Regions from separate parts of the Rattus norvegicus genome. Here regions 1 and 2 are each linked to region 3. The links are chromatin contacts, called in public Hi-C maps. All regions are on one chromosome and are shown on one strand. The core of a region is the stretch at or near the end of the contact, and the rest is flanking DNA. Distances in the headings are between cores, read along the strand shown.

Region 1 (3,754 bases), core at 504-3,003, 34 kb after region 3:
CTGAGGCCTGCTGCACAGAAGGGAATTTGTGCCTGGTGCTGTAAATCTGGTCAAAAGCCCATGGCTCGGGAGTGACAGGCTCTATCTGGGTGCCTACTACTGTGGTTTTGCTGAACAACCCTGTATAAACTGCCTTCTAAGTATTTATACACACGGGTCAGTGCTGCTCTCAGCTCTGGCCAAAGAAGTCCCTTTCTGCAGTGGGCAGCAGTCGGCGCAGACTCAGGCAAAGTGCTGAGGATAAATGTTTGTCTGTCCTAAATCTAGTCCCTCAAGCCTCAAGGAGCCTCTCAGAGAAAAAGACTAGAAAGAGACTAAGAGGCAGAGACAGCAGAGGGGCTGCAAAATGTCTTCTGGACAGCGGTGGCTGTTGCTCTCACAAGCTTTGCAGCCATGGCTACCAACACAAGAGGAACCCCACGTGACAGGCTGGAGCGCTGTATGATCAGTCAGGTCAAGATACATTGTATTCACACGTGAGACTAGCAAAGAAGAAAGAAAAGATACTCTACAGAAACCCAAGCAGTGATTTCAGTCAGACTCATCTCCAGCCCTCCCTGCAGAGCTATGGACTCCAAAGGCAGAGTAGACAGAACCAAAGAAGAGGTTTGCCTCAAGTCAGGCTCACCCGAATGTAGGAAGTAATTTCCCCACTGCTGGCACTGGTGGAAGACTTCACTCTGTGCGATTTCATTTTCATGATGTGGGAAAGCCAAGTCTATGCCGCCGGTGTGGATGTCCAGTTGGCTTCCGAACACCTCGCTGCAGGGCAGAGTGCAAGCGCATGTGAGCAGCCTTGACATGAGGGTCCACACCGCACACACTCACTCCCGACAGCCCTCCTCACGCCATAAAATGTTTCTGCTCAGCTGCATATGGATCTACGGGCAGGCAGGGAGGGAGCAGCCACCAACTGTTGGAGCTGTCAGAACCTTAGGGAAGCAAGGGTTGCCTGAGAACAGAGAGGGGTAGTACCGCCCCTACCACCCTCCCAGCTTGCCACTCGGGAGCGGCAAGCTGGCCGCAGCATGGGCACGTACATGTTCTCAAGCGGCTTTTCAGAGGTGCCACTTACATGCTCTGAGGCTTGAGCTGCCTGTCAGGGACCATGAGGTACCTGCTGTTGTATGGTAGCAGGAGGCTACACTAAGCAGGAAGGCTGGGCGCACCCTGGGCTGGGCAGGGCATTCCTCCTCACGGCTCCAGTAGCCCCCTCAGGCCTCCTGACTGTTCTCTCCCTCAGTCAGGCCACCCTGTCATACCCGTCTTGAACATTTGCAGCCTAGAAACTGCTGGGGTTTACCTGGCCATGGCAGAACACTCGATGTGCCATCCGGGCCGGCCGTCTCCCCACGGTGAGGCCCAGAACACCTCCTGGGGTTTGGCTCCCTTCCACAGGGCAAAGTCGCTGCTGTGCCTCTTGTCAGAGTCAACTGCTGGCGACAGAGCAAGGTCGCTGAGTAAGGAACCACAGTGCAGCTCTCTCCGCACACACCCCAGCCATGACCACGGCCTGTCCCTGCTATGTATCTTCCTTCTCACAAATCTCATGCCTCCTCCTACTGTGTTCCACTCCTAACCAGTGGGCCAGCAGGACTGATGTCTCCATGCCAACAGGCAGGGCAGAGCTGGAGTATCCACAGAGCCTTCGAACACCGGGGCACTTGATGACAGGGACCAGTGCCTGGCCAGTTCTGTTCAGCTACTTTAGAGTCCCTACATGACATTTTCCACAATGACAACAGTCCTCCAGAGGGCAAAGGTGACATCAGGATAGAGGACAGAAGCCAAGAGAGCAAAGAGTGAGCAGAGATGTGTCAGTCCCTCAGGGGTGGACACGAAAAGGTTCAGCAAGTCCCTCAGACAAACTCCACCCATCTTAAATGCCACAGTCATACTCAACTCACTGTTTTGTGGCTGTCATGGATTTGCTGTCCCTATTTACACACATCAACAAATGAGGTCACTGGGTCAGTCTGGACCTCTGCATAGACGGAGCACAGTACAAGGTGAGGCCCATTGGGAATTGCAGGCTAGCAATGGACTGACATAGGCACAAAAGGCCCAGGGTAACACGGGGTTTGCAGCACCTTGATGTGGGACAAAGTTGGCAGGAACAGGCAGGAGTTGGCCAGGGCAGCAGAGAGAGAAAGAGAGTCATTCCAAGAAAGATCAGTCTGGGCAGAGGTGACATGCAAAAACAACTGACCAAGCAGTGGTGTTCTAGCAAGCTGGCTGCCCCACGTGGGGTCACCTATGTCCCCAAATCTCCAGTTTGACCCAGGGCTGGCTCCACTCATACAGCTTCCCTGAACACTCTGACTACCCCTGAACACCCTGATTTCCACCCCCTGAACATTCTGACTACCCCTGAACACCCTGACGATCCCCCCGAATACCCTGACTGCCTGCAAGGCCAATGCAGGCTTGGGTGGAGCCCTGGGCATCTCTAGACGATGGAATTTTCAGTACACATCGGTTCAGATGTGGTCATGATCTAGATCTTGTGAAACAACTGCGCTTCAAAGAAAAAGGTAAAGTCCCTGGCACCAGGCAGGCAGGTGACTCACAAACAAGGCACAGGGAAATAAGAGGCTGTCAGGCTTCACTGACAACACACTGTGAGGAGAAAGTGGTCTGTGGGCTCCAGGATACACTGCAGACAACGGTTATGTCCAGCCAAAATGACCTCAAAGGAAAATGGTAGACTACTGCTACTGTAGGGCCCAGAGAGCACAAGGAATGTCTCCAAGCAGAGGATCTTTCCCATACATAGCTGGAAACAAATCCAAACCAGACAACTGGCAGGGTGAAAGCCAAGGCTGCCAATGTCATCACATGCATGTGTATGTGCACATGAGTACACACACAAACACACACTGTACACACTCACACTATACACACTCACACACATTGTATACACTCACACACACTGTACATACTCATACACACACACACACACACACACACACACACACACACACACACACACACAGGGAATCGATCTGAATGACATAAGAAGGCAGGGGTGCACACAAAGGAGCCTTCTAACCATGCAGATGACTGGACCAGCAGGGGACGGTGGCTATCTGTCAAGCTCAGTGCCCATCATGATTGGCACCTGAACAGAAGGGTCCACCAAACCTGAGTGGCAGCTTTCATGATCAGAGCCTTGGCGACAGCCCACTTTACTGTAACACGTGCATGGTTACGTTCTCAGTCTGCTGAGAGGGGTGGAGAAGAGAGGCTGGAAGGGGCTCAGAGCCTGCTCTGTTCATTTCCCTCTGGAGAAATCGCAGAGCCTCCAGAATGTGAAGGGCACACACTCCACAACTTTGAAAGGGGGCCCCAGCCACATCAGAGAGAAAGTGACATGGAGCAGGGGCCCCGGTGACAGAAGAACAATTCAAGAGTTAATAGGGAGCACCTTCCTATGGAAGAAAGCAGGAAGCTTGCATTTAACCAGGGCCTAATGGTTCCTAAGACTATGGGCAACTTCGAGCAGAACAGACTCTTCTCTTTGTGTGTATGGGTGTTTGCCTGCATGGGCTGAGGGACTAGAAGTTAGACTCCTTGATCAGCAGTCAGATAGGGAGAGAGGCCATGACTCAGTAATGATGATGGTTCGCACCCTCCAGACCTGAGACAAAAGCATCACAGCTTAGAACAAAGATCTTGTAAGCTTTTGTCTCCCACCAGCAGGCCCTCTGCTGATGGACTTGTTCAATAAGCTCAGGGCTGCATCAGGACGTGT
Region 2 (3,625 bases), core at 289-2,788, 40 kb before region 3:
GAACAAGCTTCCAGCCAGGGCTGCCTCTGAGGAACAGGCCAGTGGGTTCCATGTGCAGTGAGCCACACAGAGCTATCAATAACCTGAGGGGGAGACTGGGCCCACAAACTCCTAAGACAAGCACCAAGGGGCTTTTGTGTGCTGGTGTGCCCTGTACTCTGCCTGGAGCTCATTGCGAGGTCTAAAGGAACCAGTATAGGAAGGGAAGGGTGTGTGCTACAGAGGCTTGCAGCCAAGGGCAGGAAGCACGGAGAGGAAGTGCCATCCAGACCACCCCACCTCTGGCTGGAACCAATGTACCCTCAAGAGGCACAAATGCCTGGAGAGGGGACCACACACCCAGCTAAGGTCTCTGGGCCCCTGGGTCTCCAAGGCCTGTCTTCTCAAAGACTTATGGTCATCCGTCCAGTTGGAGAACCCCAGCACTAAGGAACTAAAGGTATATTCAGTGCTATTTTCCCTCCACTGTGTGGAAGAAACCCTCTCTCTCCCCTGTCTCTAGAGCTTCCTCAAAAGCACCTAGGTAAGACCATGTGATGGGCAAAGTGGGGACAAGGTCCTCGTCTGAGGCTGTTTCCTGTCAGTCCACAGCTCTTCCTGTACTAGGGAGAGAGGGGTGGGCATGACTGTTGTGCTTTTTAAAGAGCTGGCCGGGGGACCTGGGGAAATGGGAACTACAGGCAGAATTTAACACAGCTAACCTCAGACCTCCCTGTCACCATGGCCAAGTTGGATTCCTCAAAAGCAGTGGTAAATGTCCGGAGCTGTCCCTCTGCTTGAGGACACCATGGAGCCTGAGTGAAAATTCCAACCACAGGCTTCTGAGGTCTCTGACTGCAGCTCTGGAGCCTGGGGCTACCACATTGGGACAAAGGAAAGTAGGGAGTTTGGGGGCATGTTCCCAGATCATTTCCCACATTCTGCAGAGAGACCCACAAAGGCAAGTCACCCACTCACTGAGGACTCACAGAACTGGTGGCTTCCTAGAGAAACTCAAGCCCTGCAGCCCCTTAAATCAGTCCCAAGGACCTGGTTCCCTATGAAGAGACCAAGGCTAATAATGTGCAAGGTCCCCAAGAAGAAGTGCTCAGGACAGGGTGCCAGGGTTCGGCTCAGGACGCCATGTCACTTGATGGTATACAGATGGCTAAGCAGGCATTTAAGGAATTGACTGTCCCCCACTCAGGCCACAAAGGGCCAGTGACGTTCAAGAGATAGACGGGAGTGCAGTGAAAGAGCCCACAGCTACTTTCACTTCTAGAATCCCAAACACAGGTGCACACTGAAGTAGAAGTGGCTTTCTGTCTTGAATACCAACCCCCTGGGCCATTCAAGAAGACGGCAGCTGGGAAACTCAGTGCAGACAGGACTCAAAAAAGAGAATACCATGAAGGACCCTGGGAAGTCACCTGCCCATCCAGGACCTTAAACCGGAACAGCAAAAGCCACGTCATGTGACCACAGTTTCACTCTGAAGTGTCAAAAGAATGACCCCAGGCTCTCTGAGTCACACATTTCCCAGACGTGTTACTGGCCAAGATCCATCTCGAGGACAGGAAGTACAGCTTCTGCCTCTATTGGGGTGCTCCAGACATTTCAGTGGGAAGCAGACTCACTTTCAGTTTTTGACAAGCTATTGTGAAACTGAGTGTGGGTGTTCTGCCGTGGCTTCAGCAGGAGGAAGCCTTGACGGTGCCCACGCTCCATGGCAGGTGCAACATTGTGTCTCATCTGAAAGATACAGGCTTTGCGGGGAAGGCCACTCAGGCCTGCAACAACAGGACCAACAAAGACATGGGCTTTCAGCAGCGTTAGCAAAACCCACCCACACTGTGCTGGCCTCTCTGCCTCATGGAGCCCCAGTTTCTGCCTGCTTGCTCTCAATGAATTTCTAGGAACACAGGCGTCATTGTCTCCCATGTTTGCCTGTCAGCTTCTTGCAGAGCGGCTACCTCACCACCCACAGGAAAACCACAAAGGGGTTTTGACTTGGGACGGTGGGGGTGGGGAGTCAGATCAGATCAGGATCAAAGCTGTGAGTGTAGCCACCACTACAGTTCAGGCGGTCCAGACAACTTGGTAAAAGATTCATCCAAATATCCTGGAATCAATAAGGACTGAACGAAACTTTCAAGAGAGAGATTCACTGCCACATTTAACCACAGGTTCGTGGTAACCACCCCTGCCCCCAATCACTCTCCCACCCCTCCCAGGATTAAGGAATCTCCTGTGGTTCAAATAAACATTCCCAATAACAAGGCTTTTCCCCCAAATCAATTTTTTAATAATGTATAGCCCATCTGGCTTCATCCAGTATAAAAACAGCTGTTCCTGATTTATATAAATTAAACATGGAGAGTCATCATCATCATAACACATCAAGGTACGGGTATCAAACAGGAAGACCATATATGAATCACAGTGGAGACAGGCCTCTGAGAACAGACGGGGTGCAGGATGTAGTGACTTAGCAAGTCAAGACCAGTTCAAGGCGGGACCTCAGACTGCAGGCTCTGAGATGGTATGACAGATGAATGCAAAGGGCAGTAGATGTGGTGGCACCAGGCTGGCTCCACAGAAGGTTTGAGTGCCACCTCCAGATGCCCAGAGGTCACTGGGTCCTGTGGCCTGTATCAGCAGCTGGTGGTCATTCGTCCATTTTCCTCTGAACACAGCACTGTGTGACTTCTTAGCCCAATGGCTCCCACACATAGCACATGACAAGACAGACCTCCTGCCATTAGGCACAGCACCCAGATCGAGTCTGTTTGGGTGCTTTGCAGATGGTTATATCCACAATCGGAGACGACTCCTCAGCCTTCTGCCGAGTGATCATAGGTACCACCAGGTCGAACAAGGTTTCAAAGAGGAGGTCCACGTTGTGTCCGGTCTTGGCGCTGGTCTCAAAGCACATTTGCTCGGCACCCGGCATCTCCCTCTCGTCTAACATCTTGTACTTCAGGATCTTCTTGTAAAGGGCCATCGCATCCTCCGGATGCACCTGCTTGGGTACCTTGGAGGAGACACAGCTGCCTGTCTTCCCAGAGGCCTGATCCTTCTCCCCGCCCTCCGGGCCACGCTCCGTGGTCAGGTCTACTTTGTTCCCCACAATGGCAAATAGGCAGTCATTGTTGGCTGTTTCTGTCAGGCCCAGGAATCTGTCCTCCAGCTCAAACAGGCTCTGTGGGTTGTTCACATCGTAGGTAAGGATAATAGCGGCCGCTCCCCGGCAGTACATGGAGCCCAGACCGTGGAACTGCTCCCGCCCTGGCAGGAAGAAACGAGAGAAAGATGACTATTCATCTCAGGATATGCCACCACCAAACTGTGCTCAGGGTCTCCCTGCCCCCACAGGGTTTAGGAGGCCAGGGCAGGAGACTGAGACACCAATGCCCACATAAAGCTGGTCCAGGTGACTGAGCAGGACCGCACATCCAGTTAAAGCCGGATGCTCCACCCCAGATACCAGAAGCAGTTCTCACACTACCACTGTCACCACCTAACCATACACCATTGTCAGTATTCAGGACAAGGGACACACAGGTGTCTCCTGATCAGAGAGTGGCTGCGTTTTCTCACTATAAAACAAGATGCTTTGAGGACCTGAGTTCAAATCCCCACGCCT
Region 3 (3,479 bases), core at 550-3,049:
GGAAGAGCTGTCAGTGTTCTTAACTGCCGAGCCATCTGTCCAGCCTGTGAATGTAATTCTTATGATATTTTTTATAATTGTTTTTATTGTATATAGTTCATTATTGACGAGAAAGAGCCTTTTACTGGACTAAAAGGGGGTGATATTGGGGCTGTGTACCCTGTATCCAGATGCTGAGTTTTGTGCCCTAAGATCAGGTTGCAGTCTGAACACAGGCATTGTATTGACCCATGTGTTGTAAAGAGTGTTCCCCAATACTCTGATTGGACACTGAAAGGCAAGAGCCTGTGACGAGGTAGGAAAGAAAAGAAGGCAGGACTAGAGATGGAGTAGAGGGTCTCAGGTAGGGACCATGAGGACAAGGGAAAAGGTAGGGGGAAAAGAAGGTCTCCATGAGGCAGGATGGACCATGAGCATGTGGCCAAGAGGAAATCTCCCGAGGCACACCTGGAGCTGAGCAAACAGAGCAAGACTCAGGTAGCAAGTAAGAAACAAGGGGCCTACAGCTGGGATGTGGGTTAGAATAGCTCAGAACCTGCCTAGCATATCGCTGACAACTTAATTAACAAAATACCAGGTTTCTGTGTTTTTTTATTCCGGAGTGGGTGGAAACACCCTGTAAAATTACTGCAATAGTGATACATTGTAACCATAGGCCCGATGCCAAAAAGGCCGAACATCCCTTCATGTTAGGTCTAAAGGAAACTCCAGTTCCCTAAACTCCAAAAGGCAATCCAAATACCCAGAAATGAGTTCAACCCTGACTATAGGATTTCTGGGTGTTAGATAAAAGCCAGCATTCCTCAGGAATTTGTCAGGCTGGTTCCCCTAGGCCTCTGGGCATTAAAGGACAGACACACACGGCTACCTGTGGTGCTTATGAGCATCTCAAAGCCCATGCTGGCCTCCAGGCTCCCTCAGTTATCACAAGTACTTGCTACTTGCTATGTGTTCTGCTCTGCTTCTCTCACTAAACTTTATCTCCTGATGTCCCTCTCTCACAGATAGCCCTGGCCGTGTTCCGTCTACTGCTCTGGATTCTTCCAGATGCCTCTGCACTCCCCCCCCCCCCTTCTCGTCTACAATAAAAACCTTCTGGTGAGCCATACAACGGAAAAGTCAAGACGTCAGTTCATACATTTAGGCCATCGGTTTGTGTCACTTTGTAGAAAACAACCCAGGCGGCTACTGTCCTCATCCAGGCTTCCTACAGGGCACAAGTGTTAGTATCATAGGCAGGCAGCCACGAGAGGCATGGGTATGAAAGAGCTGTCAGGATGCTTAAGCCGGGGGCTTAAGCTGTTGTTACCTATCTTCTAATAGAAGATATTGGGATGACAAAGACCTCCAGGAGCTGGGGCCAAAAGATGGTTTGAGAGATGCTAGGCTAAGGCCTTGCAGACTTAGCTGTGGGACACATCAGGGGTAAGGACATCACCTATTTGGGCAGCACAGCTACAGGCAGGCTGCCAAGAAACCTGAACTCCAAGTGAATCGTGTCCCATAACGCCCACGGACAACACACTACAGAATAAAAAGGAAATAGGACCCTAAACCGCCAAGGTCCTTCCGTGAGCAAGCTACCACACTATTTAATCTGGGGCCAGGCCAGATTGGGTGTCTTGCTAGTCAATCGTCTGAGCAAGCAGCAAGCGGAGGTAAGTGGTGGACGTTAACCCCGGGGGTGGGATCAGTCCTCGGAGTCCGGAGCACGCTTCCGGCGGTGCCGGAAGCTGGGGCCGCGGGCGGAGCTGAGACCAATGGCAGTGGCCGGGCGGCCGCGCGGGGGCAGCTGGGAACCCGGAAGTCCGCTGGACGGTCATGGGCATCCGGTGTGTGGCGATCCGCGCCTGCGGAGGAGGTAAGATCGATACCGGCGTCCCGCGGATGGCTGTTTGTCCGTATGGGGCTGCGGCGGTCGTGATGGCACTGCTCTCCGCCGCGATCGCGTTCCACTGTTCGCCGCTGCTAGCAGGTACCGGCCCGGACCGCCTCTGCGGGAGGGCGGACTCTGCCTGGTGCTCCAGCGCCCGGGAGCCAGTGGGGCCGCCTGCCTGACAACCAGGCTGCCCGGCTCTCTTGAATTACTGGGGGCCTGGACTAGAGGAGTGGGAGATGCGGCCCATTACATGAGCTGGATCGCGTACACACAGTGGCTTACTTGCCAGCTCCTGTATGCTGGAGACAGGCTGCCCTAGCTCAAAGCGTGCAAGTGTTTGGAGGTGGGTGAAGTCAATATGTGGCTCGCCCCGTTTCCTGTCCCCTAAGCTTGGGATTGCGTTCTGTATGCTTAAGTGATGGACCAAGTCGAGTGACTTTGAGATTCGGAGACCCGGTTAGACACTTTTTTTTTTTTTTAAGTTTCTCTATGTAGCTTGGAACTCGCTTTGTAGAGCAGCCAGACACATCTAAGACCTTGTCCCAATAGTTGGAGTCGGAGGTAGGTGACTTTTGAGATGAGGAAGAATTCTTGGATTGAGCAAATGGCACATTCGGTTCTCTCGTTTCCTTATATGACTTTGTTCCAACCGTTTGTGGAAAGTTAGTTTTCTAATATCCCCCAGCACTACACCCCACTTCTTATTAGGCAGGGAGCGAAAGGGAGTGAAAGGGGGTGGGCGCTGGCTGTTGTCCACCTTTCTGTAGACACTAAATGAGTCTCTGTAGAAGTGACTTAGCCAGCATTCCCCAGGACTGTTCGACGTAGGATTCGTTAGGGAGATTTGACCGTGGACTACAAACATGTTGATCAAAGTCCAGGAATAAAATGTATAAACTTGCTGGTGTTTTGTTTTTCGATTGAAGCAGTTCTGAAAGCCCTGGAGAGGTGTTTCTCCAAGTCCGTACTGTCTGTCACACGTAAGGCGGCTTCTAAACATCCTTTTATTTAGAGGCCTTTTTTCTTTTGGGAATTGCTTTACATTTTCAGACATTCTGATTAGTGATGCTTTTTTTCCTTTGCACTTACTGAGGTTTCATTACTAGATTAGCTTGCTAAATTTCTGCCAAAGACCTGGTAGACTTCTGGGCTTTAGACCTTAAAACTGCCTGTGCTTAGGGTGAGTCTCACGTAATATAAGAATTACTGTCCTATGTTCCAGCTTAGAATTCACATTAACAGAAAGCACTTGGGGCACACAAGCCGTGATTGCCTTCCCCGGCCACAGTTTCTTTAAAGCCAACAAAATGGAAACAGGCTCGACCTGCTTTTCCAGACTCCGGATTGTCGTGGCGACAAAGTCACTTATGTAAATAGAATAAGTCTCTTAATACTTCAGGGGACAAATCCACCAGGTGGGGCAGTAGCCAACTAAAACTGGATCCGGTGTAAAGTGTTGGGAAATCTAATCGACGTTCCTGGAGCCTTTACTAATACAGCTCTGTCCTGGTGTAAAGCACCTGACTCTTTACACGTCTTCAGGTTATCCTAACGGCATCCAATCGTGGGACAGATTTATAGTCATGGCACAGAGAGCAGC

The links. A called contact is a pair of places that touch in the nucleus more often than the background predicts.
Region 1: a Hi-C map of liver shows a contact between it and region 3, with 2.5 times the contacts expected there. The contact joins the enhancer-like site here to the promoter of Naxd in region 3. A contact is called at or near these places in 4 of 12 Hi-C or Micro-C datasets (hepatocytes, kidney, liver and 1 more).
Region 2: a contact with region 3 is called in a Hi-C map of the A7r5 cell line, with 2.4 times the contacts expected there. The contact joins the enhancer-like site here to the promoter of Naxd in region 3. A contact is called at or near these places in 5 of 12 Hi-C or Micro-C datasets (the A7r5 cell line, hepatocytes, kidney and 1 more).

What each region holds. Positions count from the first base shown.
Region 1 is chr16:84,670,525-84,674,278 of GRCr8, reverse strand. Cars2 (cysteinyl-tRNA synthetase 2, mitochondrial) reads right to left here. Exons shown (of 15, transcript NM_001177684.1): 7 at 1,304-1,436; 8 at 629-762. Among named protein-coding and RNA genes, the nearest start is that of Cars2, 20 kb to the right of the region's middle. Within about 2 kb of position 1,753, at least 3 of the 93 cell types and tissues checked have an H3K27ac peak or open chromatin away from gene starts, as enhancers often do. A contact at or near this core is called in hepatocytes and liver, where this site is marked.
Region 2 is chr16:84,744,129-84,747,753 of GRCr8, reverse strand. It overlaps Rab20 (RAB20, member RAS oncogene family), which reads right to left. Exons shown (of 2, transcript NM_001109535.1): 2 at 2,144-3,267. The coding sequence ends at 2,741. Among named protein-coding and RNA genes, the nearest start is that of Rab20, 25 kb to the right of the region's middle. Within about 2 kb of position 1,538, at least 40 of the 93 cell types and tissues checked have an H3K27ac peak or open chromatin away from gene starts, as enhancers often do. A contact at or near this core is called in the A7r5 cell line, where this site is marked.
Region 3 is chr16:84,704,540-84,708,018 of GRCr8, reverse strand. Naxd (NAD(P)HX dehydratase) reads left to right here and starts at 1,799. Exons shown (of 10, transcript NM_001108402.1): 1 at 1,799-1,861. The coding sequence starts at 1,822.